Linked DNA regions of Mus musculus: region 1 is linked to region 2. A link is a contact called in public Hi-C data. All regions are on one chromosome and are shown on one strand. The core of a region is the stretch at or near the end of the contact, and the rest is flanking DNA. Distances in the headings are between cores, read along the strand shown.

Region 1 (4,915 bases), core at 580-3,079, 94 kb after region 2:
CTGAACACAGTTTACTTCCCAGGATGTAGGTTCTGGGCTCTGGGACTAACTCAAGTCCTCAGACTAGGGAGCAGGTATATTTACCCTAGAAGCTGTCTTGCCCACTCTTAGTTTGTTTACTTGAGGAAGCTCTTACTATGTAGCCCAGGCTGGCTTCATTCACTCACAGCAGTCCTTCTACCTCAGCTTCCTGAGGGCCTGAATTACAGACACAAATGCCCTATGCCTGCGCTTTTTCTCTTCCTTTACAAACCAACCACAAAAAGTGGCTGATGTTTAAAGGAAATAGTCAGAAGTACAGAAATAAGAAGTATGTTGTAGGATGCTGGGATGGTGCCAGCTTGGAATATTTTGTTGTTTTTTTGTTTTGTTTTGTTTTGTTCTGTTCTGTGCTGAAATAGCAAGACTTTGCTCAGAGATCCTGTCTGTCTCACAGAAATAAAAGCATTGTAGCTGTAGAATTGCTAGAACCCTGACGCCCAGTGTTCAAAGCAAGCACACTTGTGTCAAAGTCCAGCTTTGACCTGGTAGGTAAATTGAGGCAGGCTGGAGCATTAGTGATTGATCAGTTGGCAGACTTTTCTCAGGGGGAATAAAACTAACCCTTCCCTCTGGGGCCTGTAGGGCCGGTGACAAGGGCGAGGGAACACACAGACACAGACAGACACACACCTGGTGGGTGAAGCAAAGCTCCAACAACTTTATTTTCTCTCTCACAGCTCATATATCCCAGCAAAATCTTTCAAGCAGTTCAAAAATCACAACGTAGTTACATTCTATTTTTCTTTAAGTGAACAATTACAATGAATATATGTAAGAAAAAACTTGTTCCCTGATACCCCCAAATAATAAAATGGATAAAAAAATAATAATTTCCAAGAGCCCACACATGTTCATAACTAAGCAACTTGTTATAGATTAATAAGGGGTAAGCAAGCAAGGTAACTTTCTCAGCTCCTTTCTCTTACTGGCAGGCTGCGATTTGCAGTCACAAAGAAAGGATCAATTATTTTATTATTTATCTTAAAAAGTAATCTTATAAAAAACCTTAAAAGTATCACAAATCTAAACTTTTATAAAGAAAAAAGAAAAGACCCAGTCATTTCTACTTTAAATCCTCAGCATGCACACCTACGCGTTAGCAATTTTTTTTTTAATTTTATCAGGAAGCTGAAGGCAGAACTGGGTACAAGAAATTAATCATCATCTTGATAGCAGCACAGCTTCAGTAGGACAAGCGGGTCAGCCATGCTAGTCGGGCTGCCATTGCTCTTCCTCCCTGACCTCAAACACATCCCTCATTCGATAATCAGAAGTGTGCCTTCTAAGTGGTTAGTTGTTCCCTAAGACTTTCTATATCAGAGCTACGAACAGAAACTTCTTAACCTGACTTCACTAACAGTTTACATCTCCAAATTCTTTCTAAGGGTGGTGGGTGATAGAAACAATCCACATGGCTACATTCTTTCTGAGGGTGGTGGTTGAATCATTCATCAGCTCCAGCAGCAATGGAATAGATCAATCACCATTACTGTAAGTGCCAGTGACACTGCCCAGAAGGAGCTGGAAACCCTCTCAGAGTTTTTATACAGTTCATAGATTAGGATGGACATGGTGACCGCTAAAGTAACAGGACACACAGTCCTAGTTCCTCTGCCTCTCTGAGCAAGGCACACCCATCATGGTTGTGCTAACTGGTGGGCTGTGTTCCACGAATTCTAAAGCTCATCTTACATGGCCCCCAACATAATTACTATTGTGTCCTCAGCCCACAGGCTGCATCCTTTCCAGCTGTGCGCTATGCCTTCATTGCTTTAGAAACCACATGGAAAAAGGAACTGGGAAGACTCATCATCCTCACGGGACAGGCAGTGCTTTGAGCAGTCCAGGGTCAGTTGTGCATTTTAGTGTGCTTTATCGTAAGTTTTAGCTTTAGCATTTACCAGATTTTGATTTTTTTTTTCCTCTCCACAAACTAAGATAGCTTACTGAAGCATTGTCTCTTAGGCTGTATCACTAAGACAAATAGGAAGGGGGAAAAGAGAACTAAATGGATGTATAGGATGGGGGATTATTTAAGAATTAGAGATAGGGAGAAATGGGGTAATTTGCTCCCTTTTGCATAAACAGTCACATGCATAGGTCTGAACTTTTCTCATCTATTCTAACTTCTTCATATTTATCACTCTCTGGTGCCCGACAGCCTACAATCCCCAGCCAACTCTGACCTGTATTACTTCCTTCAGCCATTGTTGTTCACTGTGAGCATTTCTACCCCTTCTGAGCATCTCTTGACTGGGGTATTGCTTTATAAAAACTTCTCTTTGAATCTTGACTTGTTTTCTTGGAAGTGCAAGGCACAGGACTAGAGTCCAAAGGAGTGAGAGCCCCAGGTGTCACAATCTCAGCTATGTGTGGTACCTAGTCGCCCTCCAGCCTGAAAATGCCTTTACTATTTATATTACAGATTTTTTTTACACACTTGCTATAGACTCTCTGCCCTTCTTATCTTACCCAGCTGTGTAGTTACTTTGACTGTGAACATGATTGGCACATTTTAACAGTTCTATAACATGGAATCAAGCTAAAAAATGGAAGAAAGTAGAAGATTAACAAATAAAATTGCAATATATTTATTTTATTTATTTTTGGTTTTTTCGAGACAGGGTTTCTCTATAGCCCTGGCTGTCCTGGAACTCACTTTGTAGACCAGGCTGGCCTCGAACTCAGAAGTCCACCTGCCTCTGCCTCCCAAGTGCTGGGATTAAAGGCGTGCGCCACCATGCCCGACTTGCAATATATTTAAAGAAGTCTCTGACTAGAGAGCCTGACCCCAAAATTTTTTAGTAGGGGTGTCATAGTTCCATATTAGCACATTTAGCTCAGTGGCTCAGGGTGGCAAAGAATAAGGTAGGATTTCTTTTTTTTTTTTTTTAAGATTTATTTATTTATTTTATGTATGTGAGTACACTGTAGCTGTACAGATGGTTGTGAGCCTTCATGTGATTGTTGGGAATTGAATTTTTAAGACCTCTGTCCTGCTCACTCTGGTCAACTCTGCTCGCTCCAGCCCAAAGATTTATTTATTATTATATGTAAGTACACTGTAGCTGTTTTCAGACACACCAGAAAAGGGCGTCAGATCTCATTACGGGTGGTTGTGAGCCACCATGTGGTTGCTGGGATTTGAACGCAGGACCTTTGGAAGAGCAGTCAGTGCTCTTACCCGCTAAGCCATCTCTCCAGCCCAAAGTAGGGTTTCTTAAAAGAGGGTGCCCTCCCCATTTCCCTACTACAGCAAGAGTCCTGTGCATCCTTGCTGGGACATAAAGGGTCTCCTTGTGAACTGCTGTTACTGAGGGCAGTGACAGGTGCTTTGCTGGAGTGGAGCTGGAGTGGAGAAAAGCTTATAAGCCCCTGCAGAACTCAGTTTCTATTAAAAAAAAAAAAATCACCAAGGCTTAAGTAATGGAATTCCTCCCAGTGTGTTCATTGTATAAGTACATGGATAGAATAATTTTCAAAAAGCATCTTTGTATTAAAAAAAAAAAAAAAAACCTAAGAAAAGATTTAGTTAAATCTCATTTGTGCACTGAGAAATTTGAAGCCTAAAGAATTTTTGGCTTCTACTCAGGGCAACACCACCTCAGAGACAGAGTAAGAACTACTCTCCGTATGCAGGTCCCATGATGTGCTGAGTGCTGTGATGCAGCCCAGCAGTAACAACCGCTGCTTTGCTTGTTACTTTGGAAGAAAGTTTTAAAACTTAAACATGTCTTTAATATCACTGGCAATACTTACCTATTTGCTGTAGAGACATTCTATGCCGAGGTAGGCTCCTTTAGAAACCTGCACGTAGACATGTACAGCAGCGTTATTCATAATCATAGAAAATGTGTGGCGTTTCTGTGCCACACTGCTCTCAAGTGCAAGCCAAATATCCATCACTCTGAATGCATGAGCTGATTCTCTTACATCCAGACAGTGAGGCTGATGAGCTATCTGTTGAGGACAAGTCAACAGTGCATGCAGATTTGTTTCCAGTTGTTGCCCTGAATTCCGGCCAGCAGTATCTTTCTAAGGCTCACTCACTGTTGATTGACATTTTATTTACTGACCAGTGTCCTCTTCAATGAGTGCCTGTTTAAATCTTTGTCCTTCTTGTTGTGTCGTTTATACCTTAGTGAGTTGTAAGAGGTAGGTGGTTGATTGGGTCTTGGTGAAACCTAAAGTGGCCTACAACACAATTGTAGCCCACCTTTTGAACTTGGGACCCTCTCACCTCGGTCTCTCCAGTGCTTAGATTACAGTTGCCACCACACCAGTCAAAGAGCTTGGCACTTCTCTCTCTGTCTCTCTCTCTCTCTCCCTCTCCCTCTCTCTCTCAGCATGTATGAACTATACAGGATGAGTTTCATCGTTACATTTCCATACATGTGCACAATGTTATTTCAATCATATTCACCCCTCTCCGTTTTGCCCCCTCCCACTCCTGCTGATCTCCTTTCTAACTTTCCAACCCAGCATCTTTACCAACTCAGTGTAAGGCCTTTTAGAGCACACCACTGTTTAAAAAGATTTAGATCTCTTGGGGACCCTTTTCTCCACGTCCAGCATGGAATGGATGCTGCATTGGCTCAGCATGCTGACTCTAGCTCTCACTATCCTACATCCGAGTTCTGCCCAGCTTCGTCGTCGTCATCTTGTTTTTTTTAATAATTTATTTATTTGTTTATTCAATCCATGTTTTGTTTATTCTTATTTTATGTGTTTTGCCTGAGTGTATGTCTGTCCGAGGGTGTCAGATCCCAGAATTACAGACAACTGTGAGCTGCCATGTCGGTGCTGGGAATTGTACCCAGACCCTCTGGAAGAGCAGGCAATCCTCTCAACCCCTGAGCCATCTCTCCAGCCC
Region 2 (4,302 bases), core at 1,401-3,900:
AAAGTCTTGGAGAGCTAAGGAATACAAGGTACATATAAAAAGGGAATTACAGCAAGCACATAGACAATATCAAATAAAATGGAGAGAAACTAAAAGAAATTCAACTAAAATAGGGACAAGCCTGTCTACTCTCTCCATATTTATTCAATATAAATACTTGAAGTTCCAGTGAGAGCAATAAAACAACCAGAGGGGGTCAAAGAATATAAATCAGAAAGGAAGAAATCAAGGTATTGTTATTTGCAGATGATATGATAGTATGTAATAAAAGACCCAAATAATTCTACCAGGGAACTCCTACAGCTGATAAACACCTTCAGTACAGTGGTTTCAGATTAAATAAACAAGCAGACAAATCAGTAGCCTTCCTATATACAAATGGACTGAGAAAGAAATCAAGGAAACAACACCCTTTACAATAGCTACAAGTAATATAAAATACCTTGGGGTAACTCCTAATCAATCAAGTGAAAGACTTGTATGATAAAAACTTACAAGCCTCTGAAGAAAAAAATTGAGGAAGATATCAGAAGATGGAAAAATCTCCCATGCTCATAGATGAGTAGAATTAACATAATAAAAATGGACATCCTACTAAAAGCAATCAACAGATTAAACATAAGCATCTAAATTCCATCACACTTCTTTATAGACTTTGAAAGGACAATTCTCATCTTCATAAGGAAAAACAAAAAGCCAAGGATTAAAACAATCCTCAACAATAAAAGAACTTCTGGTTATATTCATTTCAAGCCGTTATTACAGAGACATAGTAATAAAAACCAAATGGTATTGGCATAAAAACAGACACATTGACCAATGGACTTGAATAGAAGACCCAGTAATAAACCCACATACCTATGGACACCTGATTTTTAATTTAAAAAAAAAAGCCAGAAATACAAAATGGAAAAAAGAAAACATCTTCAACAAACAGTGCTGGTATAGCTGGATGTTGACTGTATAAGAATGCAAATAGAACCATATTTATCACACTGCTCAAAATTCAAGTCCAAGTGGATCAAAGACCTCAATATAACACTAGACACACTGAGCCAATACAAGAGAAAAGTGGGAAATAATAGTTTTGAACACACTGGCACAGGAGACAACTTCTTAAACAGAACACCAATAAAACAGGCATGAAGATCAACAATTAATAAATGGGACCTCATGAAACTGAAAAGCTTGTGTAAGACAAATGACACCATCAATAGGGCAAAATGGCAGCCTACAGAAAGGGAAAAGATTTTCACCATCCACATCTGATAGAAGGCTAATATACAAAATTATAAATAACTCAGCTGGCCGTGGTGGCACATATTTTTTATCCTAGCACTGTGGAGGCACAAACAGTTGAGTTTGAAGCCAGCCTGGCCTGCTACTTGAGTTCCAGGATAGTCAGGACTACACAGAAAAACCCTGTCTGAAGAACAAAACAAAACTAACCAAAAAGAACTCTGGGAACTAGACATCAACTAACAAAATAATCCAATTAAAAAATAGGGTACAGGACTTAACAAAGAATTCTCAATAAAGGAATTGTGAATGGCTGAAACTGCTTAAAAGAAATGTTCAACATCCTTAGCCATCAGGAAAATGCAAATCAAAACTACTTTGAGATTCCATCTTACACCTGTCAGAATGTCTAAGATCAATAACACACGTGACAGCTCATGCTGGTGAGGATGTGGAGCAAGGGGAACACTCCTCCATTGCTGGTGAAGTGCAAATTTGTAAAGCCACTATGGAAATCAATGTGCCAGTTCCTCCAGAAAATGAGAATCAATCTATTTCAAGATCCAGCTATGCTACTTTTGGGCAGTTACCCAAAGGATGCTCCATCATACCACAAGGACATTTGCTCAACTATGTTCACAGTGGGTTTATTTATAATAGCCAAAAATTAGAAACAGCATAGATGTCCCTAAACTGAAGAACTAATGAAGAAAATGTAAAAATATTACTCATCAGTTAAAAAGAAATGACAACATGAAATTTACAGGCAAATGGATGGAATTAGAAGAAATTATCCTGAGTGAGGTAACTCAGATCCAGAAAGACAAACATGGTTTGTGCTTATTTATAAGAGGATATTAGCTGGTAAATAATGGATAATCATGCTACAATCTACAGACCCAGAGAGGCTAAGTAACAGGGAAGGCTCAAGGGGGTAAACATGGATCTCCTGAGAAGAGGAAATAGAATAGATTTTGCAGGTGGACTAGGGGAAAGCCAGAATGGAAATAGGAAGGATCAAGTGTGAGGGTAAAGGAAGAGAGCATGGGAGAGAAAACTGGAAAAGGAAGGCATTTGCAGGGTAATGTAGAAACCTAGTGCAATTGAAACCCTCTGTAATATACAAGGTGGTCCCTGACAAGGACTCCTACTAATGGAGGACATAGAGCCTGAACATCGTTTATAAGCAGGCAAGGCTTCCAGTGGTGGGACTAGGATACCAACCTAGCCACAAAACCTTCGACCTACAATCTGTCCTGTTCACAAAATGTGCTAGGGCAGTGATGGAGCAGAACATGTAGGAGTGTCTAACCAATGACTGGTCTAATTTGAGGCCCATGCCACAAGAGGGAGCCCAAGCCTGACACTGCCTGGATAACCAGCAACCAAAAGTTGCATAACCCAGAGACCTGAGTAGAACCAAATGCAGTGCGGGTATGGGGTTGTCTATGAAATGATCCCTAATGATGGTCTGCTATACTCATAGACTGGTGCCAAGTCCACTCATCATCAGCTGAAGGGCCGTCCACAGAGATTCACAGCTAGATATTAGGTGAAGAGACAGCCCAGGTTGGAGGTCTTCATTAGGTCACTCCTCTTAGAGCTTAAGGGAAGTCACAGTGAGAGCTTAAGGGAAGTCACAGTGAGAGCCAGTGGGGTCAAGAGCACAGGAGAGGATAACCCAAAAGAATGAACTAAGCAGGGCTCATAGAGACAGAATTGGCAATTGTGGAACCAGCATGGGTCTACATGAAGTCTTCTCCATCTAGGTTATGGTGGTTGGCTTGGTGTTTTTGAGGGTGGACTCCTGACAATGAGAGTGGGGGATAGCTCTGACTATTTTGCCTGATCGTAGAACCCTTTTTCTCCTACTGGGTTGCCTTGCCACCTTGGTTTGTGCCTGGTCTTACTATATCTTGTTGTGCTGTGTTCAGCTGATGTCCCTCAGAGGCTTGCTTTTTTCTAGGGAGATGGGTGTGCGGGTGGATTTGGGGGAAAGGGAAGGTCCAGGGGAATGGGAGGAATTATGGGAGGGGAAACTCCATGCAACAAAAACCTAATGAGAACTGAAGGGAGAAACTCATAAAACTAACACACCACTTGTAGGTACCCCACTTTCCAGAAATAAAATAGTTAGAGAACAGTAAGGAAACAACACATGCACAGGAAGCAAAGCCGAGCAAACGTTCTACCCAGCACATGCAGAAAACGTGTCACTCTCATGTTTACCAAGGTGACATTTACTCTACTTTAGAGAATGACATGTCCCTCAGTCCTCAAACTACAGAGAAGTGTACATGGAACACTCTCCAGAAAAGGTGACACTATTTCCAGAAGGAATAAACAGATTATTTCTCCAGTTGCTATGGGATCAGTGGCATCTGGAGGCAGCAGTGGTGGAGTGCATGCCTAAAATGTAGAAGCTACTGAGTTAAATGAGAAAAAGAAAACAGCAGAGAAAAACCCTGGGAAACCCAACAACACAGAGAAATTAAACAATACTTTCCTAGCCAATGAGCCAAGGAAGAAATTATAAAATAACTTTGAGATGTAAGAAAAAAGCCATATCATAAACTTTCACAATGGAGAGGCCAAGGCAGTGCTTTGACAGAAGCTTGCAGGTGCAAGTACGCCTTCAGCTAGACACACAAGCCAAAAGAAAAAGAACTCACTGGTGAGGCTGGGGCTCATCTCTGCAGACATAAAAAGGGCCATGAGGAAATCTTGTGAACAGTGGTATCTCAACCAAATCTGTAATCAAGGTGAAGTGAACAAAAGTCTAGGAGAAAAAACCTAAATTACCAACTATTTCCAACTCAAGCCATGAAAGCGGTGCTGCCCATAACCAGACCAGATGAAGGTACTGAGAGCAAAGAGGACCGTGGCCTGATATCCCATATGAATGCATATGTAAAAATCCTCAATAAATTACCAGAAAACTGAATCCAACCACATATTAAAAAAAATTATACCACAACTAAGTGGGATTTAAGTTGGGAGAATAGAATTCACTCAATAATGAAAGTCAACTAAGGCAACATTCTGTACCAGTCTACAACAATA

What was found. Hi-C and Micro-C count contacts between places; a contact is called where the count stands out from the background.
Region 1: a contact with region 2 is called in a Hi-C map of bone marrow-derived macrophages, with 33 read pairs. The contact joins two enhancer-like sites. A contact is called at or near these places in 6 of 484 Hi-C or Micro-C datasets (the C3H10T1/2 cell line, CD8 T cells, bone marrow-derived macrophages and 3 more) and 6 of 115 datasets of contacts at active chromatin or transcription factors (the HL-1 cell line, the HPC-7 cell line, T-cell acute lymphoblastic leukemia and 2 more).

What each region holds. Positions count from the first base shown.
Region 1 is chr14:64,968,827-64,973,741 of GRCm38.p6, forward strand. The region is part of intron 1 of Ints9 (integrator complex subunit 9); the gene reads left to right. Among named protein-coding and RNA genes, the nearest start is that of Ints9, 21 kb to the left of the region's middle. Within about 2 kb of position 1,830, at least 11 of the 459 cell types and tissues checked have an H3K27ac peak or open chromatin away from gene starts, as enhancers often do. A contact at or near this core is called in bone marrow-derived macrophages, where this site is marked.
Region 2 is chr14:64,874,016-64,878,317 of GRCm38.p6, forward strand. All of the region lies in intron 4 of Hmbox1 (homeobox containing 1), which reads right to left. Among named protein-coding and RNA genes, the nearest start is that of Hmbox1, 74 kb to the right of the region's middle. Within about 2 kb of position 2,651, at least 24 of the 459 cell types and tissues checked have an H3K27ac peak or open chromatin away from gene starts, as enhancers often do. A contact at or near this core is called in bone marrow-derived macrophages, where this site is marked.